Regions from separate parts of the Sus scrofa genome. Here region 1 is linked to region 2. Evidence: chromatin contacts called from public promoter capture Hi-C data. All regions are on one chromosome and are shown on one strand. Each heading gives the region's core, a stretch centred on a gene start, on an enhancer-like site or on the middle of the called end of the contact. The rest is flanking DNA. Distances are from core to core; before and after follow the strand shown.

Region 1 (5,164 bases), core at 1,245-3,744, 100 kb after region 2:
AGGATCTGGCGTTGGCGTGAGCTGTGGTTTAGATCATAGACAGGGCTCAGATCCTGCACTACTGTGGCTGTGGCGTAGGCCAGCAGCTGCAGCTCTGGTTTGCCCCCTAGCCTGCGAACTTTCATATGCCTCAGGAGTGGCCCTAAACAAACAAACAAACAAATCCAGGTCCTTGAACTCCTGCATTTAACACTCTACTACATTGCTCTGGCTTCCAGTAACAGTGCTTTACCCTGGAAATTAAGAATATAATTCACACTGACCTCTCAGGAATGTTAACTTCCAGCTTGAAAACACCTTTTTCATAAGGTGTGTTGGCCCCACCTAGTATTTCTTTTAGGAAAAAAAAAAAAAAAGAGCGAAATTAAGAGGTAGTGGGATGATCTGAGTCAGGGCACCACAGGGACCTAACAAAGCCTGTGGCCCTAACGGAGAAGCCGTGTCTGGGACGCTCGCTCTCTCAGCTTCACAAGTCCTGCGGCGTGCCAGCACCCCACACAGACCACACAGATCAGAACAGAAGGCGCACAATGCTGGCTGCTGAGCGAATACAACCCGCAGACCTGCCGTGTGGACTGCAGCATTCTACCCAAATCCTGGCTGCAAATCAGCAAAAGATGTAATAAAAGGCCAAAGAAGAAATGTCATGAAAACCTCATGCACAAGTGAACAAATTAGGGTGGAAGGTGACCATGCTGTCACACACACATCTCCACCAGGTTTTCCCCAGGGTGTGACACCTACGAGCACGCAGGTCATCCATTCGGTCCCCGTCCTGCCAGCATGTAATGCCTGGGGGCGGCTCTGTGGCCAGCAGGGTTAGCTCTCTCTTCAGACGGGACGCTCTCTGCATGGCAGGCACGAGGGAGGGCTGGCTGTCAGGCTTGCTGGGCAAGATGGCCACACAGATGGCTCCAGGCACCAGGCTCGGGTGACAGGGACTCCGCTTTAGCATAGGACTCTGCTTTCCGTTTAGTGAAGGACAAAGGAAGCCCCCCTGTTAATCTCTGTTCCAAGCAGGGAGTCCACTTTTTCCATTTCCTTGTCGTTACCTATGCAAGCAAACACATTTTTAAACTAAAGTCTGAAATGTGCAACAAGTTCTACAGAGAAAAGTGCTACATGCTTTAAATTAACATCTGTCTCCACGGATGAATGACAATCTCCCCGCCCCCCCCCGGGGGGGGCGGGCCTGGGCCCAGTTTTGCTCACTGCTGGGGCCTCAGTGCACCCAGCACAGAAGTGAACCAACCGTCCGGTACTAATTATAGGTACTAATAAGCAAAGATCACCTGGTGGGTATAGACTGTACTTAGTTGGACAGTGTAATTCATGATAATTATGAACTTAACCTCAGGCAGCTATCCTGAACACAAGGACGTGTATGTGTTGGGTCTTTGTACCCTCCTGAACTGCACTGCAAAGACAAAGTGGTCCTCCGCAATCAACATGCACGCACGCTTGGAAATATTTAAATAGTAGTAATAACACAAGCAAATTAATACGTTAAATAGAATCAATTACACTACAACGGTCTTTCACGCAAATTATTCTTTAAACTACTTCCAAATTTCTTTAGCCACACCTTTAAACCACCTTCTCTTGGATCCAGTTACTTCACTGGGTACTTAAGCATACCTTTCATACAAAAATTCCTTCTTTTCTCAGTAAGCAGATGCTGGGAATCGATGACAGAGACAAATATGCCCAAGTGGTAAAGTCTACCTTCGCATAAAATGTGAACGCAGTGGAAAGGCATAGTAAAGGGACTGTAATAGGGTGAGAACAAATAAGACAATTTCTCTAAAGGAGAACCAGACCCCAGGTTCACCACATTAACACAAATTAGTACGTGGCACTCCTTGGCTCAAAACCATCCATCACTATTTTGTGGGCATTTCAAGTTCCTTACCATCTAGGCCCAACCCACATTTCCAGCCTCATGGCCAGTACTCCTCCCCATAAACGTTTGCTTCTGCCACACCGACTTCTCTCTGAGGCCCACAGTCTGTAGACGTATACACACGTCACCCCTCCTCTAGGAATGCAGCCTAGCCCCTCACTCCTACCGCAAGGCCCAGCTCTCTGTTTCCACAAACTTGCTGTGAGTTGTAATCTACCCCGGCAGCTGCTCTGCACCGGGAGCGGGACGCGGCGGGGAGAGCAGGGGAATGTCGGGGACGGGGGGTGGGGGGACGCCCGGGTGGGAGGAAGGGGAATGTCTGGGAAGGGGGACACTCAGGTAGGGGGCTGCCGGAGGCGTGTGCCAACGGGGCTGTCAAGACAACCACATGCTCCGCCACACAGCCGCTCGCGGGAGATGATACTTCCTCGCTGGGCAGAAAGACCCTGCCGCCGCCGCCGCCCCCGCCAGCCAGTAACCTCTAAGCCGAGAAGCCCACCGACCCGCTCTTACCTGCGCGGATCTCCCTCGCAGCGCAGCGGCGCCAACCAGCCTGCACAGCGCCTGCGCGAGCCCGAGGGTTGCGTCTCCCCTCCTCCGGCCGGCGAGGGTTGTGATTGGTCCGGAGCGCCGCCCGGGGAGGAGTGCGGCCTCCGATTGGCCGGCCTCCGAGCGGCGTCCGCCCACCCGTTTTGAACCAGAGCGCGGGGCGGTGGCTGCGGTTTCCAGTCGGGTTCAGTGGGTCGCAGGGGTAAGGATTGCACATCGCTTCCAGAAGCTCCGTGGGAGTAACTGGTCAGGAGAAGGAACTGCAAGCGAGGTTCCTCGCCGTAGGGTCAGACCCGCGGACGGCGCTCTGGGGATTCCCCGGAGCCCGAGAAGCGCGGGGATTCCGGGCCGGGTTCCGACTCTGGGCGCGGGGACCTTGCGCGGTGCTCGGACGCCACGGCGGGCTGGAGACCACACCCGCCTTCGCTTCCTGCTCCGGCTGCGGGAGAGCTGCCAGTCTTCCTAAACGTGCGAGCCAGTGCAGTTTGACCGCTGCTCTGACAGCTGCCGAAATTTCTGCGTTCCGCCCAAATCGGTGTTAAGTAGCCCCCTGGTTCCTTGCGGCCGCCCTCTCTCCGCCGGAGACCCACGGCCCCCCACCCCCGAGACCGTCCACGGTACTACCCGGTGCTGTCCAATCTAGTCTCCCGTTAGCTGTTGGGGTTTTCCCTTTACTGTTAGCGTTGCCTCATTGTAGGGAGGTGTTTTCTGTCGTAATCCCTTCACTGTTTCCACCCCGATTGTAACTGTGGTTGTATTATAATTTTATTACAGTTACAGTTCTGTCCTCCGAGCTGAAATTGATTGTTTTCTTGGGTGGTTTTCTGAAAATCGAGTCTTTTATTCTTTTTCGTCCTCACCAGCGGCATTTGGAATTCTCAGGCCAGGGATCAAATGTGAGCTGGAGCTTGTGACCCACACCACGGCCGCAGCAACTCGGGATCCTCAACGCACTGCGCTGGGCCAGGAATCAAACCTGAGCCTCCACAGAGACAACCCGGGTCATTAAGCCAACTGTGCCACAGTGGGAACTCCCTGAAAATCAAGTCTCTAAAATATCTTTTAGAAAAACCAGGAGCTATGTTGAGTCTGGTGGAAAGGAGAGATGATATGATAAAACAAGTCAATACCTGTAGTTTTGGCAACAGAAAGAATTGGATAAAAGGAAGGAAGGAGGGAGGGAGGGAGAAGGAAGGAAGGAAAGAAGGAAGGAAGAAAAGTAAAAGAAAAAGAATTCTAGGGGGTAAATGTACAGCTTCCATGTGTCCACCAGAGGGAGGTATGTTAACTGGTGAGAACAGAGGCCACGCTGATTTTCATAACCTGTGTGTACCAGTGTCATTGCTTTAAAAACCAGAGTATTCTGATTTGTAGTTTATTTTTGAAGTGTACGGGAAAGTATTATTTAATAAAAGTTTCCTCACTTTATGCAAGAATGTATGTGCATTCTAGCTGGGTCACTTAGCACATTTCAAAGTACAAAAATTACAGCAATCGTTTTGTAATGTATAAAAACACCAAATCACTATGTTGGGCAGCGGGAACTAACAAAGTTCGTAGGTTAACATGCTTCAACGAACAAACTTATAGAAAAAGAGATCAGATTTGTGGTTAGCAGAGGCAAGGGAATTGGGTGAATGGTCAGGAGGGACAAACTTCCAGCTATAAGATAAGTACTAGGGATGTTATGACCAATATGATGCTGTATGTTCTGTAAGAAAGAGGGTAAATCCTAGGAGTTCTCATCACAAAATATTTTTTTCTTTTATTTTGTATCTATATGAGATGATGGATGTTGACCACACCTTTGTAGTAAGCATCTCATGATGTATGTAAGTCAAATCATTATGCTGCATACCTTAAACATAGTGCTGTTATGTCAATTACATCTTAATAAAACTAAAAAGAATAAGGACAAAGGTGGAGTTCCCACTGTGGCACAATGGGATTGGCAGTGTATCTGCAGCACCAGGAAGCAGGTTTGATCTCGGCCTGGCACAGTGGGCTAAAGGAAGCAGTGTAGGTTGCATCTGATACCTGGCCTGAGAACTCCATATGCCATGGGGTGGCCAAAAACGGGGAAAAAGTACAAAAATTGTGGGGGGGGATTTCCTTTTTTTTTTTTTTTTTGCTTTTTAGGGCCACACCCCCACCATATGGAAGTTCCCAGCTAGGGGTTGAATAGGAGACGCAGCTGCCAGCCACAGCCACTCAGGATCCAAGCCACATCTTTGACTTACACCACAGCTCATGGAAACACCAGATCCTTAACCCACTGAATGAAGGCAGGGATCAAACCCATGTCCTCATGGATACTAGCCAGATTCATTTCCACTGTGCCACAACAGGAACTCCTGTTGTTTTTTTTTTTTTTTAATACACAGGATTGTCGGGATTTATCCACTGGTACATAAAATATTATTTTCTTTAGAATATTTAGGAAATCCAAACTATCATGTTTGTTTACTGATAGTAAACAATCATATAAGTTTATTGTATAAGTTTATACTCAGCCCTGGTTGGGGGAAGATGTTTCAGAAAAAGAACTTAGATGATTTTAATTGCAAAAAACTTTCAAGTCATCATGCCCAGATTGATTATGTTTTATTTCTTGTGGCCTTTTGTGGGGGGCTGAGCTAGTTAAATTATTTAGATTATAATAATTATCACTGCTTTCTGTAATCACATAGCTGGAAGATACATGCCTTTTAA
Region 2 (4,677 bases), core at 1,398-3,897:
TGTGAGCAGGATGGCGCCACCTCTGGTGAGTGCCGCTAGGGGTGCGGGTGAAGGGGGCATTGCCAGGGCGGGCCTTCCACAGCCCACTGTCACCCTTGTCCCTCAGATGGCCATTGCCATGAGGGGTCTGCTCCGGTGGAGGAGGGCATCCATGGCGAGATGCCTGAAGCCTGGCTCTTCCCGGTGAGATGATACCCTCTGACCGTTGGTGCTTTCTGGGCTGGGGCCGGGGGTCCCAGAGCTGAGACGGGCAGGGGACACCCTCGATCCAGGGCCAACCAGCTGTGCTGTGCAGGGCGGGCCCTCTGGCCGTGACCACGTGGTGCTGACCGGCCCTGCAGGGCCCGCGGAGCTCTGGGGGCTGGTATGGGAGCACGGGGCCCGCGTGCTCGTCTCCCTGTGCCCACCCGGCCTCCAGGAGAAGGTGAGGGGGGCAGGGGCCAGAGGGTGGGAGGACGCAGGGCTGAGGTGGGGAGTACGGCTGTGACCAGGGCATGGGTGGAGATGGCCGCTGACCAGCAGCCCTGTCTCGGTCCGGCCACAGGAGTTCTGGCCCACGGGGACACAGCCCATTGTCACAGATGGGGTGACTGTGCACTGGGTGGCCGAGAACAGTGTTGCAGGCTGGCCCTGCACCCTCTTCAGTGTCACACACGTAAGCTGGGCCATGGGGCATGATGGGTGGGCTCCGGGGAGCAGTCCTGGCCCCTCTGGCACTGGTGCCAACACCTCTGCCCCCAGAGGGGGAGCGGGACAGAGAGGCCAGTGCAGCGGCTGCAGTTTCCTCACTGGGAGCCAGGGCAGGAGCTGCCCGCCACGACCCTGCTGCCCTTCCTGGCTGCCGTGGGCAAGTGCTGCTCCCAGGACACGGAGAAGCCAGGCACGCTGCTCAGCCACTCCAGGTGCTGCTGGACAAGAGCTGGGGGGGGAGGGAGGCGGAACCCCTCACTCCCTCCTGTCAGGGCCGCACCCCCCAAGCCTGGCCTGGGGCTCCTCAGAAGGACCCAGTCCCCTTTCTGGCTCTGCTCTGATGTCTTTCAGGATTCTGTCCCCTCCCTGCCCGGGCACAGGCTGGCTATGGCTGTGCCCAGCGTCCCTCCATGGTCCCCAGGCCCAGGCTGGGTTTCCCCACCCCCCTGGGTCCTCAGCCCTCCTCCCCGCCCCCAGGTGTCCCTCCAACTCAAGGTCAATTGCAGCAAGGGTGCGGCCCCACTGGGCACCTTCCTGGCCGTGGACCGGCTGCTGCAGCAGGCAGGGGCCGAGGGCACCGTGGACATCTTCACTGTGGCCTTGCAGCAATCACAGGCCTGTGGCCTCCTGACCCCAACCTTGGTGAGAGCCGCTGGGCTCAGCAGTGGGAGGAGCAAGGGGGTAGGAAGGCTGGCACAGTGGTGGGGGTGGGGCGCGGGCCCGGGCAGCTGGCAGCTGCGGGTGGTGCTGGGCCCCTGCTCTCAGTGGAGGCACGGGGAGCTCACCTCACCACTGTCACCGCATCCTCTGGCGTCTGCCCCTAGGAGCAGTACACACACCTCTACAGCTGTCTGAACAGTGCGCTGGAGGGCGGGCTGCCCTGAGTCAGCACTGGCCACTGTCGCTCAGAGGCTGCGCCCGCTTCCTGAGGGGCAGCCTGCATGCCGCCTGTGCTGTGAAGGGCTGAGTGGGGAATAAAAGATGCGCTCAAGCTTGAGGCCGAGTGCGTTTTGTCTGTCCGCCCGCCCTCCAGGAAGAACGAAAGAACCTCAAAGGTTCCTGGACATGGGGCCCAGTGCAGGGGGTGGTGGGGACAGAAGCAGGTGGCCTCCTCAGAGCAGCCCCCAGTCCTCCAGTTTCCCAGCTTCCTCAGGTCCCTGGATTCCAAGCCTGGTCACTCGGAGGCTCACCCACTGCCCCGTGTGCAGGAGGTGCGGCCTGTCGCTGTCTCCTGGACTTCTCTCCTGGGAAGACAGGGGCTGGGGGCTTGGCGGATCCTCAGCCAGAGTTGCCAGGTTTTCTCAGGCCCCTCCCCTCCCCCACAGGAGGGAGCAGCGGGGTGGGGGGGATGGGGGGTGCTGAGCAGGGAGGGCCTTTGGAGAGGGAGGAGGCAGGAGGAGAAATCAAAGGGGGGGATGGTGATGCGCACATGGCAGTGGCAGTGGCGTGGACACCAGCCCATCCAGCCCCTTGTCAGATGCGAGGCCCCAGGTGGCTGGGAGCCGGGTGCTGGGCCCCAGGGAACAGGGCAGAGCTTGCCTGGGCCAGCTCCAGTGCCCAGTGAGGGATGAGGGTCAGAGGCAGGAGGCCCTCTCAGGCCTGGTGGAAAAGGAGCAGAGGCAGGGCTTTCGATCAGCAGCCTCCCCAGGACGAGGTGAGGCCTGGGGCTCCCAGGGGGTTAAAAGGTCAGCGGGGCAGCCTCTTCACACTCCGTGTTTATCAGGAGTCCAGGGCTGGCCCAAATGGCCCTCTGGGAGGCAGGCTGAACAGCATCTCTGAGTCCCCAACCCCACCCCTGCTGAGGAGGCAGTGAGCGGGGAGTGGGAACACAGAGGGACCAGAGGGGCGGGAGGCACAGCTGACCTGGGGGCGGGAGGCCAGCCGTGGTCTCTCAGGCCCTCTGCAGGATCAGGCCCTCCTGGGAGGCTGGTCTCAGCCAGGGTCACACCCACCTGGGGGCCTAGGGTTGGTCCAAGCTGAGCAGCCCCTGCCTCCCCCAGGAGGTGAGGACAGCAGCAGAGAATGGAGGGACTGATAGGTGGCCCTGGATGAATAGCCCCAGGCTGATCTGAGGCCCGCGGGCCGCTCTGCATACTGGGGTGATCGTGGGGCTTGGCTCAGCGACAGAGATCAGGGAGAGCAGGAGGTCTAGGGAGAGGCGGGCCTGACCCCAGCTTCAGCCACCACTCACCTGCAAGACCCCAGCCTGGCCGGTCCTACTTCAGGCTGGTTGAGCTGCAGCTACTGGACTGGCCTCCAGGTGGCGCCGACCTGCCTCAGGCACGTCCCCATACGGGTGCCTGGCTGCATCCCAGGAGCAGGGTCAAGTGCACGGGACTCGCCCCTGACTGGGACCATGTGCGAGACACTTGAGGGGGAGCATCACACTCTCCTCCAATAGCCGGCCTGGAGCTCGACAAGGCCCCTCCTCATAGCCCCCCATCCCCTCCCTTCCCAGGGCGCCCCCACACAGCTCACCCTTCAGGAACCCCCTTGCTCCCTCCCCAGGACACACGGTGGTGAGGGCGACCCCTCCTCTTCTGGAGCTGCCCCCCACCAGCAAGCACTCCCTTTCTGGGTCCCAGTTTCTCCTGATGAGAAAAGTGGAGTAGCGGGGCTGGGGGTGCTGCTTCCGCCGCCCCTCCAATCCCCGTGGCCCCAGGCTGTCCCCGCGGAATCCTGAGCCTGCATCCTAGGCTTTGGGGCACCGTTTCCAAACGCCTGCAGGTCGGCTCTCCAGGTTCTTTGCCCCCCCTTTTTTTTTCCTTTCCTGGATGAAATTCCTGCCAGCTTGGAAGGAAGGAGGGAGCGAGCAGGCAGAAAGTTTCCTTGACTCCTCCTCCGCCGCATCTCCCTCCCTCGCCAAGCCCAGCCCGTGAAACCCCGGAGCGAACATCGCGCTGCGATGCCTGCGCCTCTCTGACTGCCGCGCGCTCCCGCCGCCCAGTAGAGCCGAGGGTCCCGCCAGCCTCCCGGCCGCCGACATGCCCAGTCCTCCCGGGCTCCGCGCGCTGTGGCTCTGCGCGGCGCTGTGCGCTTCCCCGGGCGCCCCAGGCGCCCCTCGACCGGGTCCGCCGCCAGCCTGCCCGGCCCCCTGCCGCTGCCAGGAGGACGGCTTCATGCTGTCGGCCGACTGCTCTGAGCGCGGGCTCTCAGCAGTGCCCGGGGACCTGCACCCCCTGACGGCTTACCTGTGAGTACCGCCTGTCTTTCCCTGTCCCTGCCTGGTTGCGCGGGGTCTTGTGGCTTCAGTCTGGGGGCACCTGCGCGGTTGATGTGGGCGTCCTGTTCTCTGTCCAGGTGGACTTCGGGGCTGGTCCAGAAGAAAAGTCCCAGATTGTCATCAGACCAGGGGTGAGCCTGCGTTGCCCTGGCTGGGTCTCCAGCTGGCCTTGGTCTCAGGCCTTCACTCTGGGGACCCTGGCTTGGTGAGGGGGCTCTCTGGGCCCTGAGCTGGAGGGGCCCAGGCTGCCTGTCCCTTTCCCTCCTTCTCATTTCCTCCTCAGTGGAACATGCCAGGCGTGAAGCTGACCTGCTCAGGGTGGTGGGAAGGAAGGGACCCTGGGCAGTAGGAAAGCTCTCCCTTGCTGTGGCAAGGGGACTGGGTGGCCTTGGCGGGCGTCCTAGAAGCAGGAAGGGGCCTTGTCCACTCTTGTCTCCAAGAGGGACGATGTGGCACCGTCTCCGTTCTCTGAGAACTGCTGGTCCCCAGGGGCCTCCCTGAAGTCCTGTCCCAAGAGGCCAAGTTGGACACTAGTTTGTGGGTTGGTGCCAGGCTGAAAACCAGAGAACCTCATAAAGGAGCCCCTAAGGGGGTGGGGGTGGGGGTGGGGTGCTGTCCTGGGAAGCTGCCCCTCGGAGCCTGCGGGCTGGGGGCTCTGGCCCGGCCACCTGGGCAGGAAGGGGGCATGAGGGCACATTCCAGACCACCTGTGCCCCTGCTCTGGGGAAAGGAGACCTCGCCTGGCTCAGCCCTGCCCAGGCCCC

Evidence for each region. Promoter capture Hi-C pulls out the DNA fragments that hold promoters and counts their contacts.
Region 1: a promoter capture Hi-C map of fetal skeletal muscle shows a contact between it and region 2, with 4 times the contacts expected there. The contact joins the promoter of UBE2T here to the promoter of LGR6 in region 2. A contact is called at or near these places in 3 of 5 promoter capture datasets (fetal skeletal muscle, liver and skeletal muscle), 14 of 47 Hi-C or Micro-C datasets (alveolar macrophages, brain, embryonic fibroblasts and 10 more) and 2 of 2 datasets of contacts at active chromatin or transcription factors (alveolar macrophages and skeletal muscle).

The regions. Positions count from the first base shown.
Region 1 is chr10:24,456,591-24,461,754 of Sscrofa11.1, forward strand. It overlaps UBE2T (ubiquitin-conjugating enzyme E2 T), which reads right to left and starts at 2,495. Exons shown (of 6, transcript XM_021064545.1): 1 at 2,417-2,495; 2 at 745-1,052; 3 at 264-333. The coding sequence starts at 955.
Region 2 is chr10:24,356,299-24,360,975 of Sscrofa11.1, forward strand. LGR6 (leucine-rich repeat-containing G-protein coupled receptor 6) reads left to right here and starts at 2,648. Exons shown (of 17, transcript XM_021064542.1): 1 at 2,648-3,883. The coding sequence starts at 3,675. It overlaps LOC100624894 (receptor-type tyrosine-protein phosphatase V-like), which reads left to right. Exons shown (of 34, transcript XM_021064537.1): 30 at 1-25; 31 at 107-183; 32 at 296-424; 33 at 545-1,332; 34 at 1,515-2,278. The coding sequence ends at 1,321.